2 separate regions of the Mus musculus genome follow, and region 2 is linked to region 1. A link is a contact called in public HiChIP or PLAC-seq data. All regions are on one chromosome and are shown on one strand. The core of a region is the stretch at or near the end of the contact, and the rest is flanking DNA. Distances in the headings are between cores, read along the strand shown.

Region 1 (6,288 bases), core at 1,718-4,217:
CACTTCTTTTGCGGTTCCACCATGATGAGGATTGAAGCCCAGTAGACCGTCACATCTGCCCCCAGCTGCAGGTCACATCTGCCCCCAGCTGCAGGTCACATCTGCCCCCAGCTGCAGGTCACATCTGCCCCCAGCTGCAGGTCACATCTGTCCCCAGCTGCAGGGCATGATGCCGTGGAACCTCGCATGCTTCACGGTGTGCTGTGAGCTGGCATCTGGCTGTCCCAAACTAGCATTCTCTGATATGAAGGCTTCTAAGGGAGACACCAGGAGGCAGCCACTACCCTTCCATCACCACAGGCCACACCTGCTCAAGAGCTACAGCCACCATGCTGGGCTACCTCCCTCCTACCTGGGTCTCTCCCCAAATGGCTATGGTAGGAGAGCTACATTTGTCACCCTAGAGTGCAGGGGTTACAGACGCCTTGCCTTACACTGCCGATGGGGTCCTTGCTGCCATCTGAGGGTGAGCAAGTCAGTCCAGGACATGCTTTCAGGATGCTTGCAGGCCACTGCTAGATGCACAAGCAGGGTCTGTGCTCTGCCAGACTAAGAAAGAGAACACGAGCATTAAGTGTTTGGCAGGAGGGGGCTCCGGAAAACAGAGAGAGGAACCGGAAAGCGGAACGGTGTGGATGGAACTGGGAAACCACTTGGTTATGCTAAGAGCCCCTGGAGAGTCATCAGAGTGCACATCAGAACCACCCTGACTGCTGAGAGCTGAGGCACAGCAGCCCAAAGCCACCCCAGGCATGTGCACTCCTCCTGACTGCTAGGGAGCTGAGGCACAGCAGCCCAAAGCCACCCCAGGCATGTGCACTCCTCCTGACTGCTAGGGAGCTGAGGCACAGCAGCCCAAAGCCACCCCAGGCATGTGCACTCCTCCTGACTGCTAGGGAGCTGAGGCACAGCAGCCCAAAGCCACCCCAGGCATGTGCGCTCCTCCTGGCTTAAGGAAGCCTTTACAGACCAGCTCCGTCCGTACCCAAGGTCTGCACCAAATGTCTCCATCATATCCTGGGGAATAAAGCTGAGAGGGTGGTGGCAAGCACTTGGGCCAGAACACACACTCATAATAAAACAGACCGGGGGTGAGTGGCAACAGGACGACAGTTCAGTGTCAGAGTACTGGCTGGGCATGGCTAAACCCAGGAATATAGTTGTTGGTGTTGTTGGAGAGGGGCTGAAGAGATGGCTCAGCAGCTAAGAGCAAATGCTGCTCTATTGTTATTACTGTTGTTGTTATGATTATGATTATTGGAGAGGGGCTAGGGAGATGGTTCAGCAGTTAAGAACACTTGCTTCTCTTTCTATTATTATCATTATCATTATCATTGGAAAGGGGCTGGAAAGGTGGTTCAGCGGTTACCTTTATCGTAGCTGAGCTATGTCCTCGAAGCACCCCACCCCTGATAAACCTGTGCTGAATCCTGCAGACTGAATCCTAGTTCTCCTGACTGCCCAGTTTCATACCATGGCCTGGATCAAAACAAGAATTTCATCTCTGACCCTTCAAATGATCATCCTTCAAACCTATCAAACACCCTCCCCCTCAATTAAAAAAAAAGAAATTCTGGAACGATTCATCCAGATTCAGAGAACTGAGTCACTGGAAATGACTCTAACACCCATCTACAGGCAGGGTGAGCCACTCGCCCCGTTCCTGGAATTGCTCCTTCCTAACACTGGCCTGAAACACCTTTCTTCCAAGCTCCGGGCTATAGCCAATCCACTCAGCCCAGCATTCCAAGTCACAATTTCCTGTTGTCTTAGCCTTTTTAGAGCTGTCCTGCCCGCTGAACAGCCTGCCACCGCTACACAGGAATGCTTCTGAAAGCAAAGAAGGCAAACAGACACAAACTTACGGTGCACAGCCATGACAGGATTAGAATTAGAGTTCCAGTGTGGCTCATTACCTCCAAAAAGGGTTTCCAATATAAAGACACTGTTTGACTGACCGTGGCAGTTACATCACGGTGAATACGTTAAGTACCCAAGTGAACACTTACCCTACACATGTGCATTTAGTATGTGCTACTTCATCCTCCTGACAGCACTGTGTGACAAACTTCTGAACCTCCCTGTGGTGGAGAAAGGTCAAGAGCAAGGCTAAGAACTTCCAGGGTTCCACAACAGAACTCCAAGGCTGGGCTTCAGCGCCCAGCAGCCTGGATCCTCAGATGACTACACAGGCTCTATAGAGCAACTAGGAGGTTTAAGTCAGGGAAAGTGACTGTAATAAAAACTCAACCGTGTTTATTATTCCCGTGAATCGCCTTGAGTTCCAGAGTACACACAAAGTTCAATTACACTACTTAGAACTAATGGCTGACTTTTAAAAATTGAAATGGACCTGCCCTAGACTCAAGACAACATCCACACTCCCTAAGTGATAGGGCGCTTCCAGATTGGCACCTGATAAGTGACACCAAACCATTATTTGACTCTCAAAACTGGACACTGTTCCCAGCATCCGGAGCGCATCTCCCAACGCTCGGAGCCAGTGGTTCCTTCCTGAGCCACCCTCTCCACCGCGTCCCACCCAGAACATGCACTGGACGACACCGGTCCTGGACAGCCAAGGTGTAAGGCCTTCCTGGGAGGACTCGGGTCCCACAACGCCCGATTACAACAGGAAGCAGAGGTTCTGGACAGGAGGTCAGGCCTGGGGACCGGGGCACAGGTACAGCAGGGGCCGCGGTGCAGCGCTGCGGCGCTCCTGCAGCCCCGGGGCTCCCAGAGGCCCAGCCCCGAGGCCCACCCGGCCGCCCGCGCGCCGCGCTCACCTCGGAACCGGCCGCTTCCCGCTCGGCCCCGCGCTCCGTCACCGGCTCTTGCCGCGGGCCGCGAGCCACGGCTGTGTCGGATCGCGCGGTGACGGGAGCCCGCCGCCAGCACCAGGTACCCTGGAGCCAGCGGGGAAGCCTGCGCCGGCCTCCAGTTCCCCACGGCTGACACGGCGCGCACTGCGCATGCGAAGCGGTAGCGCCGCGCCCCCTGCTGGACAGGAGGAGTCAGCGCACGTGAGCATTCCCGTTCGGGGCAAAGGCAGAGTGACAGCCAGGCGCACCAAGCTCTGGGATAAAACTGTGGAAAAGGCAAGCATTTGGGTCAGGCGTGGTGGCTTATATCCATAATCTCAGCACAGCAGAAGGATCACTCACTAGTTCCAGGCTAGCTTAGCCATAAAGAGACAATCTACAACTCTGCAAAGCATAGTTAGGCCCCCAGGGCAATTTGGCAGTATCCATCAAGGTGTAAAAAAAAAAAAAAAACTCCCTAGCCCTGCAATTCCAACCAACCTTCTTTGTAGTTTACCCTGCAGAAAGTCTCACCACTTATTGAAACATTCACCAGCCGGGCGAGGTGGCGCACGCCTTTAATCCCAGCACTCGGGAGGCAGAGGCAGGTGGATTTCTGAGTTCGAGGCCAGCCTGGTCTACAAAGTGAGTTCCAGGACATCTCCTGGCTATACAGAGAAACCCTGTCTCGAAAAACCAAAAAAAAAAAAAAAAAAAAAAGAAGAAGAAAGAAAAGAAAGAAAGAAACATTCACCGCACTATTTCTAATACTAGCAAGAAAGTAAACTGTAGGATTATGGAACAACGGAGAAGGAGTCGTCATACCAGTCAGCAAGGTAATATCTCCAAGACAGGCTAATGAGAAGCCACAGTCCCTTAAGAAGGGACAAGCACGATCACTTTTAGTTAAAATGTGCTTGTGCAAAATCAGAAGAGAGAAAATGTGTGAGCAGATGCTTGTGTCCAGGTGTAAGTATAATATTTTTCTGGGAAAAAAATCCAGCCGGGCAATGGTGGCGCACGCCTTTTATCCCAGCACTTGGGAGGCAGAGGTAGGCGGATTTCTGAGTTCGATGCCAGCCTGGTCTACAGAATGAGTTCCAGGACAGCCAGGGCGACACATAAAAACCCTGTCTCGAAAAACAAAACAAAACAAACAAACAAACAAAAATCCAAGACGCAGTTATAAAATTTTGGAAGTAACTGGAGCGGCATGCATAGTGGCATCTGTCACAAGGCAGCAAAAAGCTGAGTGACAGTTACTGAAAGGCTAATGAGGCAACCCAGCTTGCCATTGCTGGCTGTAGTTCTTCATCTGTCCACGAGATGCGAATGCATTTTGGTCCCGATTGTACTTTAGCGCCACCTCGTGGATATTGTTACTTACAGCTTAAATACCCACAGAGATTACTGTCTGGAGACCTAGGAAGACTTTCCTCACCAACAAAGATTCCAGTATTGGGGGGTTACTATCTCTTTGTCTTAGACCTAGAGAGATTGGAATGAGAAAAATCTAGGGACAGAAGGTTCTGTCCAAATTCCTCTTCCCACATCTAACAGAATGTGTCTCTATCCCTCAAACACACACACACACACACACACACACACACACACACTACTAAACTCACTATATACACCCATTTGAGAACTGGATGGGTGACGTCAATGTTGGCCAATGGTACCACAGCCAAATTCCTGGAATTCCACAGGACAGTGGCTTGTATCATTTTAAAAAGAAAACTTAAGGTTTATTATTATTATTATTATTATTATTGTTATTCTATCACGTATTGGTCTCTCTGTGTGAGAGAATTGCATGAAAGTGCATGCCAGAAGATGGCATTGGGTCTCCTGGAACTACAGGGAGTTGTAAACTGTCTGATGGTGCTAGGAATCAAACTCTGGTCCTCGAAAAGAGCAGCAAGTTCTCTAAACCACTGAATCATAACTCCAACCCAAGGTTTTACTTCTTAAAAGCAGGTCAGCTGTAGCTGTCTGCACTGGGAGATTTTGTCTTGTTTCTTATCTGTTTCCTTTGTATTTGTGTGTCTTTTTCAACATGTTTTTAATGCTTTGTACGTGTTAGCATTAAGTGAACGTTTACTGGGTTACAAAATTGTGTTATGCATGGCCTTTGGGAGCCCTTGCCTGCCTTGTTCACATTTTATAGCCTTAAGCTTGCATGGTGCCTGGAATATGGCACGTGTTCAGTGTTTGTTAAGTGACTAAAGGGGGCAAGATCACGAATGCGCTAACTAGGAATAAGACAAGTGTGCAAGTGAGGCTACATAAAGCAGAGAGTGAGAAGCTGAGAAGAGTGTAGATACAACGCTTCAGCCTCAAGAGGAAAGAGGCCACGTGCAACTGAAAATATCTAAGTGTTATTAGACGCGTTCTCACGACCGGCCAGGAAGAACACCACAGACCAGAATCTTCTGCGGCAAAGCTTTATTTCTTACATCTTCAGGAGCAAGCGTGTAAGAAGCAAGAGAGCAAGAAGCAAGAGAGAGAGAAAACGAAACCCCGTCCCTCTTAAGGAGCATTCTCCTTCGCCTCGGACGTGTCACTCCCTGATTGGCTGCAGCCCATCGGCCGAGTTGACGTCACGGGGAAGGCAGAGCACAAGTAGTCATAAGATACCCTTGGCACATGCGCAGATTATTTGTTTACCACTTAGAACACAGCTGTCAGCGCCATCTTGTAACGGCGAATGTGGGCGCGGCTCCCAACATCTCCCCCTATCCTTTTAATAAGAGCAAATAGGCCACCCATATTAATGAGAGTGGAGATAGAGGTCAAATCCCCAGTGTGTAGGTAAAGGAGCCATGTACAGGATTAGCTCTTAGGCTCACAGGCTTTTACCCAGAGCAACCCTGACCTGCTCCCGTGTCGTTTTGCCTGGGGGAAGGGAACTAGGACACTGAACCTTCATGAAAGATGACATGTCTCCCTAGAATAGGCTCATATATGCCGCAGAGCCTTTCCATTGCAGTGCTTAGCCTTGCAACTCTCTCGGGCTGCTGAAGCACACTCACTCTATCCCGTGCAATGAGTCTAGCCTCATGGGATATAAGAGCTGAGTGGCCAGCGACCTATTGCCTAAGCATAGATAACCATATATCAGGGGGAGCTCCATGTTCTAGTCCTGCAAGCGCCTGGGCAATAACCACCTTGTCTCTCCTAGTTTAGGCCTTAAGCTTACAGACCAATCAAAGAAGCAACACTAATCCACAGCAAAGTGTATCTCCAAATAATATTAATCCCACCCATTTTTTAAAGAAAGAAAATGCTGAGGAGATCCAATTGGGTAATCCTTTGGTCAGCGACAGGTCCAAGCGCGTGGAGTTGACCTGAAGTCTCAATTCCCGAAGGATCTGTTCAAATTCAGCCATCCAATTCTGTAACATATACTGAAAAAGACTTTTTGACAATTTAGCTGCCCTAGTAAATTTAACATACTGAATGGAAATAACACACAATTCCGGAA
Region 2 (6,288 bases), core at 2,593-5,092, 47 kb after region 1:
CTTCCCGGGTCCCTTCCTAGATCACTTGAGGAGAGCATCCCACCTGTGCTCTGGGAAACAGTATAACGCTTGTTTCTCCCACGGTCGCCTCCACCTGCCGCTGTGCTTCATTCTATAAAGGCAGGCTCATTTACCAGCACGAGTGCAGTAACTTCTGAAGTTAAAGGAAAGGTGGTAGGGATGAAGGGACTCAAGACACTCCTCTCCCCCAGGTCTCCATCTTCTGGGACATTATCAGCTATGTCTATAGTTATACCATTATTCTAAGACAATAATGTTAGTGCATCACAAAGAGAGATGAGCATAAGAGAGGCATAGGACTCAGTAAATCCTAGTGATTGGAGCTTTCAAAAACGTCCCATCTTACCGAAGGGTTCTTATCCTTGTGGTATTTGTCAGCCTGATAGGCCTCGTAGCTCTGGAAGCTTAAGTGGTAAGACTCATAGATGCCAGCCCCACGCTTAGATAGGGTGCAGCTGGCAAGGGCAGCCTCAAAGCCACCCAGACTAGGCCTGGATTGGCCAGTCTGCCAAGGTGACAGGGTCTGGTGCCCAACTTTGATGCCACATCTAGAGTCCAAGCAAGGGAGAGGTACTTTGAACTTCAGTTTCTTTACAGTGTTAGACCATAAGAAGTTGACCATCTGAGACAGTAGGTAGCCCATCTTTTTCCGCTTCCTGGAGGTTTGTGTGCATTGCTGATCTCCCGGCGGGACGCACTGCATCTGCTGGCTTATCTGCTGCAAGAACTGATTCCTGATGACATGCTGAAACTTCAACATCTTCTCCTGCACAAATTTGAAGCCCTTCTTTTTGGAGGACTTCTTCTTCAGCTGATCCCTGAGTCTGGGGTGGGTGACTTTGAAGTGACTTGGAGTCTGGGTATCACTATTAGCCTTGGCAGCCTGGCTGGAGCCTAGAGAGAGAGAGAGATTGAGCACAGAAAGCAAAAGACAGCTTTCCCCTGAGGTCCTGACATGGTTGGGAACAGAACTGATTGTCAGCTTCATCGATGGCTTCTCCCACCTCTACCCTTGAGGCTTAGGCTCTAAATAGCTCACAAAGCCCAAGAGCGCATGCAAGTGTCCCCCCACCCAGCTGCTGGTGTATTCTACTGAGATGCTGTTAGAATGTGTCCTTACTGCCTGAGAACAAGCAGTAAGGCCCTCTAGGAGAAAAGAGGGAGTTGGCCTTTTCTAGGGTCTTCCTGTGCTCTAACCAGAGATGGCTCTAAATGAGAAGGGAGGGGCTTGTGTTGTTCAATCCCAGTACCAAGTAAACCATTGTACTGAAACCGGTCAGTATACGGTCACCTGGGGGTCAAACCTGGCCTCTCACCTGTTTCTATAGGTAACAGGTAACCAGGGACTAGGAAGATGGCTCAGTTGGAAAAGTGCTTGCTGCACAAATATGAGGACCTAAGTTCAATCCCCAGCACCCATGTTAAAAAGCTGGGTGTGGCATCAGGTGCCCATCATCCCAGCTCTTGGGAGACAGAGGCAAGATGTGATGGAGGCCAACGGCAGAGTGGAATAGCTGTGATGGAGGCCATGCGGCCCTCAGAGCTTCAACAGTTAAACACTCTTGAATTTAATTATTTAATTATGCTGGGTAGTGGTGGTGCACATATTTCATCCCAGCGCTTCTTGGGGGGCTGAAGCAGGCAGACCTCTGTAAGTTTGAGGCCAGCTTGGTCTACAGAATGAGGTTCAGGGTAGCCAAAGCTACATAGAGAAATCCTGTCTTGAAAAACAGTGTGTGTGTGTGTGTGTGTGTGTGTGTGAGAGAGAGAGAGAGAGAGAGAGAGAGAGACAGAGACAGAGACAGAGACAGAGACAGAGAGAGAGACAGAGAGAGACAGAGACAGAGAGAGAGAATATGGATATTTGGCCTGCATTCTGTTTGTGTACCACATGCATGCAGTGCCCATAGAAATCAGAAGAGTGCTGGATATGCTGGACCTGAGGCTACAGATTGTTGAGCACACATGCAAGTGCTAAAAATCAACACCTGAACTGCTGAGACATTGCTCCAGCACCCCCCCCCCCCAAAGCTTCAACTAGTTACCATCCCGACCTTTATAGAAAAGGGTTGCCAACCTCTGTTTTAGAACATAAACCTTTCTTTTTGCTTGTTTCCCCATCCTCCACCAAGATAGTCACAGCAGATACCCAGTCCCTCCATCCTGCCCTCACACAGGTTCCTAGTGTGCCAGGACAGCTGTTTCGGGGCTTTCATTTCTAGTCTCCCTAGCCCAGGGTGCAGCTGCTCATCTGTGGCCCATCTGAATCACCTAGCAGTGTGATACGGGCCTCAGACAGTGAAGCCAAGTTCCTGGACTTCAGTTAGATCAAGGTTGGGGTAAGAACCAAAAAGTCTTCATTTCTACCAAGCTCCCAGGTCTGTACTCAGTGAACATGCTACCAGTGTTTCTAAAAACCGGTCAGAATACCAGGAGCGACCAAGAAATACCTTCTTAATGCCTCAATGAGCCAGCGAAACAAACCAAGACAGCAAACTCCAGGTGGTGGGGCTGCCTGAGGCTACCACTGCCTCTCATTCTTTAAGACAACCTCCACCCAGAAAACTAGGCTTATGACCCTTCCACCATATGCTGTGATTCTCAGCTTTTTTCCAAGCAACAACAACCCCACCCACACATGTCTAAAACCTTGTTGCTTCTTCTACACATGTATAGTATCAGCACTTCAAAGTACTAAACATGCTCTGCAACATCCAGGAGGTTCGGTGGCCAGCCAGTCTAGCCCAAACAGAGAGCATCTGTAAGAGATTCTATCTCAAGCACAAGGTGGAACGTGATGAAGACACTCAACAGTGACCTCTCCCCTCTCTATACACGCAGTGTCCACACACAAAGAATTGCATTCTCCTGGAAGATGTATTTTTAAGAAGGAAGTGAAAATGGGCTAAGGTCATCAGGGAACTTAGAAGTTGGGGACTCTGACAAGACTTCTTATATAGGAAATGTAAATGATGCTGCAGCACAAAGAAATGTTGCCCCTAAAGCCAAGCCCTAAGCATTAGAACTGGGGTTCATCAGTCCTCTCCTTCAAACCCCTTGGCTCTGCCTTGGTTTCAGGGTCCTTAAGTCTGCCCTCACCTACCTTCCAGATCCTCCAGGTTGGTTAAAATCAGCATCAGGGTCAGACAAGCTGCTGCTGGCACGATGTTCCTCTGCCATGAGTTCGGGCTCAAGGTAGGTCTTGAGCAGAGGAGGTGGGAAGGAGCCAGGCAGGGATCGGCTCAGTGCTAGGGTAGGGTTCCCCTAGGCTTCACCTGGTCCGTCTTTCCAGTTAGTTCCACAAGCCTCGCTTTGTGGATGAGAAATAGAGGCTCAAAGGAATGAACTGAGTCTACCAGACACAGAAGTAGGATGTGTTTATCAGGGAAGGTTCCAGGCACATCGGCCCCTAGTGGCCGTGCCTCGTGTGCCCCAGTGCGGCCATGAACATAACCCAACACAGAGTCAAAACGGAAAACACCGAGGTTGCTGTTGCTTTGCTTCTGTAGCTCCACTACCCAGTTCTCAAGCACCGGCTTTATGGATAATGTTGTATTACAATGTTAGGTCTAAGCCGTTTGACAATAAAACTCCACTTTCTTTTAAGCTCCAGGGCACTGTGTGTGGCCCAAAGTCCCTGCCTCCCTCCATTCTCATGGCTTGCGTAGTCACCCCACCGAGCTCACCTTCATTTCTGTTCTCACTCATCTCTGTGCAGTCCGAAGTCTAAATCCAGGAGTGTCTTTGTCATTCAGGGAGCAGAAGCTTGCTCCTCCGCCCCCTCCCCTCTCTTTTAAGCACAAGGTGGCTTGCAGGGTAATGAGACCCATCTTTTCCCCTCCTGGAGCCAACTACCCAGCAGCTCCCCATTATCTAGATGGCCTTGGCATAATTACAGAGAACTGGCTCGGAGTATCCGGTTGGAGCAAATCTGAAGAGTATTGGCTTCAGCTGAAGTGTTCACAGGCTGGGAGGGCCCCTGCTCTTCGAAGGAGGCTAGAGCCAGGGCCTGTGTGTACAGGCAAGACACGGGATGAATCGGGTGCTCACTGACTATGGAAAGTAACCAGAGGGGGAGGAGCCTGTTCAAAGCACAAAGAAGCCTATGGTACCTCCCCGTTTCTGAGGAGGCCATATTTGAGAGTAGGCTGAAGTGGGGTTTAGTCAGCACAGGAGGGGCCACTGCATTAAGAGGTCTTGGAGGGAGCACCAGGAACCCCAGGCACCATCCCCTAGGGCCCAGGACATAGGGTCCCTTGCCTGTGTGGCTTTGGCAAGCCTTCCTTTCTCCTTGGGAAAGACAGAGGCCAGGAAAACTACATCCCAGGTGGTGTGGAGACTAACTGGAGGATGGATGTGTGCTGACATGACGGGGCAGGAAGGGTTGTATGAAATGTCTCAGCTGTGACTGAGCCTCCCGTGACTGTCTAGGGACAGATGTGGACCCAAAGTAGCCTATCCTTCCAGAATACCCATGCCCTGCTCTCAAACTTTGAGGGAAAGATGATCCAGGTGTGGTGGCACGTGCATTTAATCCCAGCACGTGGGAAGCAGAGACAGGAGGGCCTCCTTGAGTTCAGGTACAGCCTGGTTTATGTAGTGAGACCCTGGGCTACAGTTGGGTGCTGGTCTAGGGACCCCAGGACTCTGGACTGCTAACGTCCACCCCTCCTTTTGCCCCACGGCCACTTTCCCTCCTCATTCGCCCTTCTGTTTTTTTTTTTTTTAATGGCATTATTTTCTTCTAAATGGTAAACACACCTGACTCATTTCTCTGTGTTGTTTCTTTCCAGCTCCCCTATCTAGAATCTAAACCCCATGAGGAGAGATGCTTCAACTGTCTTATTTATTGCTGTCTGTCTGAGGAAGACCAGGAGCTCAATAATTGCTGGGATTTGGACTGAAAGTTTCCTCCTAAGGCCTTAAAGCAGTGCTGTTGGCTCTCTCTCTGTCTCTCTCTCTCTCCTCTCCTCTCCACCAGCGGCTCCCCAGTATGATATGCTACCTGGTCTAATATTAACAGAGCTAAGCAACTGTGAACTGAAGCCTTCAAAACTATGCATGGAAATAAATCTTCTGTCTTTCCAAAGTTGTTTGCCTCGAGATTCATAACATTAATGGATGTTAATACCTTGTCAGTGGATGAGTGGGTGGGTGGGTGGGTGAGTGGATGCCCGAAGGCACTTATCTGAGGTCTGGGCTTTAGGCTTCTCTGCTCTCTGGTTCCAAGGCACATAGAGAGGGATCTTGGTTATGTTTGATTAACATTTATTTATAGTATAGTATAGTATATTGATTTTTAAATTTTGTGTTTATTTTATTCATTTTATGTATGAGTGCTCTGCTGCATGTACACCTGCATGCCAGAAGAGGGCGTCAGATCCCTTTATAGGTCATGAACCACCATGTGGGTGCTGGGAAATGAACTCAGGACCTCTGGGAGAGCAGCCAGTGCTCTTAACCACTGAGCCAGCTCTCTAGCCCATATTATATTGACTAATGAGTGAAGATGATAACTTTAAAATTAAGCAATTGTATGCCCTTGGTGAATGTTGGCAGCAGAAGGAAGAGTTTACTAGAGAAAAAGCCCTTGTTTATAACCTATCACATTGGGCTGGCTTGGAGCCTCCTCTTTGGGGCATCACTTCCAGCCATTCAGACATAACCCAGATTTGCCAACAGGGGGCGCTAAGTCCTTATTTTTTTGCTATTCATGGAACTTGTGGTAGTCAGTGTAGGTCCACAAAGGCTGCAGTCCGAATAAAGAAAAGGCCAGGTGCAGTCATGGCTATCACCCTTCAGCCCCTGAGGTATAGTAGGTGACCGCAGAAGGGCTGGAATTTAGAGGTGCCTGAGGTCCATTGCCAGGCCCTCGTAGGTCTCCACAACTGTTGACTTCCTGTATCCCCTGATGGTTCAGAGTCTGCATTTTGAGGACTGGACAGAGTGAGTAATCTCAGCCAGAGTCTCCTACATAAACACATCCCAGACTCACCAGCCACCTCTTCCTGTCCTTCCTCACACCTTTTCTCAAAGTTCTGCTTCAAAACCAGACAAGAGTCCATGAGCAGCATCTGACTTGGCCAGCTTTAGAAGGCCCTGGGTTTGAAGGTGGGGACAGCAGAAGTAGGCAACAGTAGCTGATGAGGGGAGACTCCTCCTCCCAACTGCTCCTGCTCCCAGCATCCTCCAGAGAGCAACCTGCTAAGCCTGGAGATAGAGGCATGGGGGACAAAGCCTGCCAAGAACCCCTGACACACCTCAAAG

The links. HiChIP or PLAC-seq counts read pairs in DNA pulled down with a chosen protein or histone mark.
Region 2: an H3K27ac HiChIP or PLAC-seq map of embryonic stem cells shows a contact between it and region 1, with 5 read pairs. The contact joins the promoter of Accsl here to the promoter of Ext2 in region 1. A contact is called at or near these places in 2 of 39 promoter capture datasets (the 3T3-L1 cell line and pre-B cells), 1 of 15 datasets of contacts at CTCF or cohesin (CD8 T cells), 4 of 484 Hi-C or Micro-C datasets (CD4 T cells, the N1E-115 cell line and embryonic stem cells), 3 of 115 datasets of contacts at active chromatin or transcription factors (CD8 T cells and embryonic stem cells) and 4 of 9 other capture datasets (adipose tissue, liver, macrophages and 1 more).

The regions. Positions count from the first base shown.
Region 1 is chr2:93,819,601-93,825,888 of GRCm38.p6, forward strand. Ext2 (exostosin glycosyltransferase 2) reads right to left here and starts at 2,968. Exons shown (of 14, transcript NM_010163.3): 1 at 2,787-2,968.
Region 2 is chr2:93,865,315-93,871,602 of GRCm38.p6, forward strand. It overlaps Accsl (1-aminocyclopropane-1-carboxylate synthase (non-functional)-like), which reads right to left and starts at 3,843. Exons shown (of 15, transcript NM_001033452.4): 1 at 3,708-3,843; 2 at 368-915. The coding sequence starts at 3,729.